2 separate regions of the Danio rerio genome follow, and region 2 is linked to region 1. The links are chromatin contacts, called in public Hi-C maps. All regions are on one chromosome and are shown on one strand. Each heading gives the region's core, a stretch centred on a gene start, on an enhancer-like site or on the middle of the called end of the contact. The rest is flanking DNA. Distances are from core to core; before and after follow the strand shown.

Evidence for each region. Hi-C and Micro-C count contacts between places; a contact is called where the count stands out from the background.
Region 2: a contact with region 1 is called in a Hi-C map of embryo, with 2.9 times the contacts expected there. The contact joins the promoter of fgf13a here to the promoter of gpr101 in region 1. A contact is called at or near these places in 3 of 18 Hi-C or Micro-C datasets (all in embryo).

Annotation. Positions count from the first base shown.
Region 1 is chr14:36,419,989-36,424,080 of GRCz12tu, forward strand. It overlaps gpr101 (G protein-coupled receptor 101), which reads right to left and starts at 2,604. Exons shown (of 2, transcript XM_073922016.1): 1 at 2,167-2,604.
Region 2 is chr14:36,787,157-36,791,163 of GRCz12tu, forward strand. fgf13a (fibroblast growth factor 13a) reads right to left here and starts at 2,487. Exons shown (of 5, transcript NM_001007399.1): 1 at 2,140-2,487. The coding sequence starts at 2,170.

The DNA.
Region 1 (4,092 bases), core at 1,354-3,853:
ATCCTGATCCCTTTCAGATGAATGTTCACACTTGTGAGTTCACACTGTAATGATAGCTGAGCTGGTACAAAGACATTGGAATGAACTACTGTGTCCAACATAAACATTCATTCATTTTATATTCAGTCTTTAATCATATACAAGACACTGTAAGTTAACCTTTCAAAACACTGTTAAGCATTTTAAACATTTGAGTTTTGACTCTTAAAATAATGCAACATATTAATCTACAGCTCTGGAAAAACATTACAGAGATTGTCAGTTCTCAGAATTGATATAAGTTTGATCAAAATATTCAGTTGGCAATTTTCAGATAAGAGTATTAGAGCATTTCTTTACAACAAATGACAACATGCCAATATAAAATATGTTTTCTGACCTTAAATATTGGGGAAAATGATATGTTTGTGTTTAAAATATGTTGCCATAACATTTTAAAAACATAGATCATGTTTTATTTCTTTCAAGAGTTCACACTTAGCTGATGATTGATTATACAGCTTGTTTTGCATGTTGTCCCAGGAGAGAGCCCTGAGCTCATAAGATCCTCGAGCCCGGGGCTCCCTCCTGTTTGCAAGGCAAGAGAGGAATTTGAGCTCAGGCAGATCTTAGGAATTCCCCTGCTGTAGTAGCTAATGAACAGATAGTGATTGTTCTTAAGAGATAACTACTTACTAGGAGCATTTCTTTGGTGGCGATTTGGATTAGTCAATTAACTGAAGTTGCATGTTTTTGGATGGTGGGAGGAAACTATGGAACCCGAAGGAAACCCACATGAGCACGGGAAGAACGTGTAAACTCTGCACAGAAACGTCGGCTGGCTTGGTAAGGACTAAAAGCAGTGACTTTCTCGCTGTGATGCAACAGTGCTAATCATTGCGTCACTGTGTCACGAAGTGTTCAAAACGAAGATGGGTGTTATATGAAAAATAGGGTATTTATAGTGGCTTAGGAATCATTTGATTGGTCAATCATAAACTGAATAATGCGGGACCAGTTGCAAGCAATCATAAGCATGTGATCCTCTCGAAATTAGTATAGAAATAAACTTCACTTAAATACAGCACTATAAAATAACATTCATTCCTTTATTCAATTATTTTTCGGCTTAGTCCCTTTATTAATCAGGGGTTGCCACAGCAGAATGAACCACCAATTTATCCAGCATATATGTTTTACGCAGCGGACACCCTTCCAGCCACAACCCAACACTGGGAAATCCATACACTCTTGCATTCACACACATACACTATGGGCAATTTAGCTAATCTTTGGACTGTGGGGGAAACCGGAGCACTCGGAGGAACCCGGGCCACCGCGCCACCGTGACGCCTTTATGATAACATTCTTATTTAAATATTTTATGTAATGTTGTTCATCCAATAAAAAAACATTTTATTTAAACACACCCATATCAATGGAAAATCGAACCACAATAACTCTGAAGTGCTCTCCTATTTTTTCCCCAGAGCTGTATATCAAATTATTAGCAATGATACAGTAAGATTTCATTGCAAATAAACACAATAATCAACAACAAATATTGGCTTATCATATCTGCCAAAATATAATTCAATATTAGTGCATCCCTGAGTTATGATTAAAACTTTATCAAGCAAAAGCCAACATTGTCTGCAGCACACAATGGCAAACTTTAAATTTATATACATAAACCTATATAAAACATATTATTCAATACAAAATATGATAAATATTCTAGGACAACATATAGCAGTGTTCTATAAGCTACATTGTAAACAACACATGCATTTTCTACATAGCCTATTATCTAAATTAGATAAATACTAGTGCCAACATCACATTACATACTGAACAATATATTGTTCATTCCATGCATATACAAATTAGTATGCACGTATAGCTATATTTAACCAGTGAGTGCGCAATGAACGCATCTGTGTAGGCTACAGAAATTTTTAATCCATTTTGATGGCTCAGAAGCAGTGTGCATCGTATCTTACCTTTTTCCCGAATCACTGTTAGTAAGCTCGGGCCAAATTATATGCATCTAGTTATCTTTCATGCGAACAATAAGAACAGCTGGAAATCATAATTCCATTGTTAACCGCGCGCTAAAAGTGGCGCTGCTTTTTCTCTACGGTGCAAATCGCATGCAAATATCGGCAATGGATGCAAGACATTTACCGTGCGAACGATCATTGAAGACCAAGCCTCCGTTCGTCTCCTCTCGAATGGCTGTCGGTTGTCAGTCCCCTTTGTGTGTCTCTCTTTACTGACAGCGCTCCTGTGATGTTCTCCCATTTTAGTCTCCTCAGTGTCATCAATGGCAGTCGCGTCCTCGGCTCTCTCCGAGCAGGACTTCATTCAGAGATGGAGAATCATCAATCAGGCGCTCGCTCGTCGCGTCAGGGCAGATATTGTTGAATAAAACAGACGTGGGTTTCTTTAACCCGCGGGTGAACATGCGGTGGCGCGGATACAGCAGAGTGTCACAGCGGTTACATGTCATCCTCAGCTCTGCTCAATTGGACTGTAACGCTGCTGATGCTCGCAAGTGCACTTAAACAATCAAACCTTCCAGGGTAAATAATGGTCCATCTAGGGGGGAAGACAATCAATAATGAGGGTGGGTAAATATAAATAAATAAATGAATAAAGGAAGCACACTACGTAGTGCACACTTAATTGTTTTACACAAACTCCCAACTGGTTTCATGTAACGGCGTTATATAATTTAATTACAACAATTTCCATCTAAAGCTGCTTAATACATTTGTGACAGTTTTCATGTGTGCAACAGAATAAAAATAATCACTTATTGATATACATATGAATAGCCTAAATAAATGAATAGCCTAATTTAAGAATGTTGAGAGATCACTTTATCTATTTTTCCTTAACAGTGCTAGCCAAATAAACTCTGTGATGTTATCTTGCATTTGGGTGCATTGCCTGCAAAACCTATTGTGCTAGAGTGTTTAAGTCAGATATCTATGCAAAATCATCATTGAAAGTTTCTATTATAGTTCATATCTTTTCATCGGATTAAAAATGTAATCCAATTTATGAGCATCTTGTTGCTTTCTATCTTTTTTTTTGTCATATCCTAAAATGCACATTAAAATGTGGATGGAAAAGATATTGTTATCTGTTTCCTTTACTGAGAAAATTGTTTATGCAAATGTTTTTTTAATATTTCCCAAAAAGCATTTAACAGAGCAAGGACATTTTCTAGTACTCATTTATACATTTGTTTTCTTTTCGGCGTAGTCTCTTTATTAATCTGGGGTCGCCACAGCGGATAGAACCAACAACTTATTTTATGTAGCGGATGCACTTCCAGCTGCAACCCATCACTGGGAAACATCCATACACTATGGACAATTTGCCCTACCCAATCCACCTATACCACGTCTTTGGACTTTTGAACATGCAAACTCCACATACGCAAACTGACCCAGGCGAGGTTCGAACCAGCGACCTTCTTGCTGTGAGGTGAACGTGCTACCAACTGTGCCACCGTGCAGCCCCATTTTTACAGTATGTCAGATAATATTTTTTCTTCCGGAGAAAGTCTTATTTGTTTTATTTCGATTAGTAAAAAGCAGTATTTATTCAAATTTTATTAAAATGAAATACAATTTTTAGCCTCTTTAAGCTATATATTTTTTATAGTCTACAGAATAAACCACTGTTATACAATAACTTGCCTAATTACCCTAACCTGCCTAGTTAACCTAATTAACCTATTTAAGCCTTTAAATGTCACTTTGAGCTGTATAGAAGTGTCTTGAAAAAGATCTAGTAAAATATGATATGCTGTAATCATGGCAAAGATAAAATAAATCAGTTATTAGACATGAGTTATTAAAACTATTTATGTTTAGAAATGTTTCAAAAAAATTAAGTTTACTTAAAATAAGTTTAAATTAACTAAAAATTAAAGGGGTCTGTTAATTTTGACTTCAACTATATATATATATATATATATATATATATATATATATATATATATATATATATATATATATATATATATATATATATATATATATAATTTACATATATAATTTTTTTGGTATGATTTTAAATCTCAGAACAATCTCAAAA
Region 2 (4,007 bases), core at 1,237-3,736, 370 kb after region 1:
TAATCGCATAGTAGCCTATATTAAAACATATAATATTTTTGCATAATATTATACTTAATTATTATAATAATAATTAAAAAATATATAATAATTAATCAATTAAGTATGCCCCAGCACGCATTTTTGTTTTTATAAAATGTCTAATAGATGTCTAATAGATGTCTAGTCATTTGGGCTAAAACAAGGCTAAATTTGGGCTGTCAGTGAAAATCTAATAGACGTCGAAGAATAGGTCAAAACTAGCCTAGTCATAATCAGAAATGAATGACTACACATATAAAGTCTGTCTGATCTGTCAATTGTACGACTAGTCTGGTTTTGGGCTATTCTTAGATGTCTATTAGATTTTCACTGACAGCCCATGTTTTAGTCAAGCTGTCGACGTTTAGATGTTTATATCTATTAAACACAAAATTGTTTGATGGGTGCTAGGTATTAGTTTTGCATGATGTACTTTATATTAATATAGCCTAATTAATTATTCCGGCTGCTCGTCTGACATCAGACGGTTCTCGTCTCAGCGGGTCAGTTGTTGACTTCAGAATCGTGGTGACTCATTCGACATCATTTGAACTGATTCATATCTGACTCGGATGATTCGGACAACGATAGTGAATGAACGTTTCCCACCAAAACAATGACAATGGTGTGAATCAGGGCGGTGGGCGGAGACTGCTATTAGACAACAAAACAACATTTTAACATGGTATAAAAGTATGTAAAATGGGTTATGAATATTAGAGCATCATTCTAGAAATATGAAAGAGCGCGAGTGACCAAGAGAGCCGAATCTATCGTGCAGCCTCTCCCATCAGACCCGCGGAGACGCAGATACAAAAATGACAGCTGTAAGTGAATTGGAGCTTTCGAAGATGTATAAAACACTGAAGCAGGAGCACAGGCGAGCATAACGTGCCTGACAGATGTATGTTTCTTACCCAAAACATAAAAATCTCGTGGAAACAACGTTTCGAGTCTCAATGTCCTGATTGGAGGAGTGCTGGTTGCCATGGCAGTGAGTTTCTAGCATGTGTGGCAAAAGCACAACTGTCTTCTGGCCCACTCCTAATAAAATGCAATAATATGCATATTCATATTTGCACTGCATAATTTGTACATAACAGCTTTCTACGCGGCATCGTTACGTGACGCATGGAGGATTATTTATAATCTATAATGGATAATAAGTATGTTTTTATTATTCATGTTTTATTTGATCTGATTACTGAACGATAATATATCGATATTGTATTGAGGAAAACATCTCATTAATTTTTTTAAGTCTCTTGCCAAATCTAACCAAAAAATGGCGTTAAATGATTGAATGAAGGATGACACTAAAAACAAAACATCATCAACTATATTTGAGATTTCAGCCCTTCGGACTCGACATACAGATTATTATTTGTTCAACAACAGCGCCATCTACTGTACTGCCGTGACACTGTGGGACGCATTAACAGCTCAATAAGACGTTAGGACAAAAGACAAACATCAGATCAGCTTAATGTTATGGATGATATTATATGGATAAATGATATATATTTATTCAACAATGTTAAGTTATTAAACTACAATTAAACAATTAAAAATAATAAAAGCCCAAACTATCTGAATTCCTCATCATTAATGTGTTTATTAGAACAGTTGAATGACCATAGGTCCTCAAATGTAATTCAGTCAACATTAAAAAAAACATTTAAAATTTTTAAAACATTTAAAACATTTTAATTGAATATTTACACACACACACACACACACACAAACACACACACACACACACACACACACACACACACACACACACACACACACACACACACACACACACACACACACACAAACTACAAAACTCTACATAAAACAAAGTGACTCAAATATATCAAAATAAGGTTTAAAAACCAAGAATGAATTAGTCAAACAACAATTTATGTCATTACTTAACATCAGGACAGAGCCCAGGCTTATCTGCAGTTCAGCACCACGGACAGCACCACTGCATTACACAAGCTCACACCCCAGACAAAAGTTCAGCAAAACAAACAATAAAATCCACACCGTTCGTTCAAAAGGCAATTCTTAATGCGTATTATACACTCCTTAAAACCTAAAAGCAGCAAAAATGAAAACAATCCTTACCCGATGTTGATTTTCTAAGAGGAAATGTCATCTTTTAGAGTTAAACAGTGGAAAGTGGGAAGACGGTGCCGATTCTCTGAAAGCAGGAGGATGTTTTCAAAGTTTTAACCATACTAAAAGAAATCCTAATGGAACTGTGGAGAGGCCGTCAAGGCGGGGCCAGCTGCATTCAGAAATCATTAATGGACATTAGTGACTAGCCATTACGACTTCTAAAGCGGTCATTAAAGATTCATCGGGAAGCGCTGTTGATCCGGCAAACACAGGGCGTGTGTTCACTAAACTGCAGTGCTCTGGGTCAAAATTGCAGGGAGAAAAATCGAACATGGTACTTCCTACTAGAGCAGAGCTTTCGTTCCTCTCACATTACAAAGAAACGGCTGTAAAGTGATCCTTTAATGCGTGGCGTAAACCAGTTATACCAGACCTTCCATTCTCCACTCAGAAGCATCTGCAGATATACGACAAACATTAGCTGGGCTTTTCACTTCTGTTGTTCTGAACACGCCAGACAGATTTAACTTTGAACCAAATCTTCATATGAAAGAGATTCAGCACAAGTCTGTTAATAAAACGACTGTAAAACCTGCTGGGAGTCTAAGAAAACTTTCACGACAACTCTTTGAAATACTAAAATAGAAAGATGCATTTTAATATCTCATCCTTTCTAATAATAGCTTTGTGAAATTCCTATTTTTGTGTGTGTGTGTGTGTGTAGGCTACTCGGATCAATCTAAATCAGCTGCTGATGGTTGAGAAACAGATCAATATAAATATGACAGATAATGAATATGTTCATGAGTGCAGTGGAAAAGATTACATCTCAGATGATTTTTCAATACATCACCCTTTACCAGGTCAATAATCAATGCATTGTAACCCTCAATCACAGCTTAATTTAAAGTTTCACAGAAAAAAGCTACACATTTGCACTTATATTCCCATAAAGCATGTATATTAGTACTTTTAAAGTACATCTGCACACAAAGTGTATAATTACATTACTGGTAAATGTAAGTATCTTTTAAAAGGATACAATGGCAGCTTCTGTATCTTTTATCGTTAAAACCCTTTGTAACCCTCCTGGCTGACTTTTGTGCTAATGATTTCATTCATTCATTTTCTCTTTCGGCTTAGTCCCTTTATTTATCAGGGGTTGCCACAGCGTAATGAACCGCCAACTTATCCAACATATGTTTAACACAGCGGAGGCCCTTCCAGCTGCAACCCAACACTAGGAAACATCCATACACTATTGCATTCACACACATACACTACGGGCAATTTAGCTTATTCAATTCACCTATACCGCATGTCTTTGGACTTGTGGGGGAAACTGGAGCACCTGGAGGAAGTCCACGAGGATAGGGGTCGGGGAGAACATGTAAATTCCTCACAAAAATGCCAGCTGACCCAGCCAGTGCTCAAATGAGCAAACTTCTTGCCTTGAGGCGATCATGCTACCCACTGCGTCACAGTGACGCCCCCTAATGTTATCATTAGAACAAAAAACTGAAAAGTTGCTTAGTGTGGAGTCAGGAATGTAATTCAGTCAAAAAAGTTAGTCAGTATATATTTTTCTTAGAGTTAATTGTTTAAAGCGTCATTTGTACGTTTTTTTTTTTTTTTTTTTTTTGCAATATGGATACCATTTTAACAGAGCATATAATCACAAAAGTCCTGCATATCTATAGATGACAATAGAGAAGCACTGACTGGTAAATCAATGCCTCAAATACAGTTCATTAATGGTTTGTCCACTGGATGGCGCAAGCGAATCATTTGCGCGGTTCATAATTTACAACAGAACTGAATCTACTTGTCTGACACGTTATTTAAATGGCAATAAAACAACAGATTATTAATTA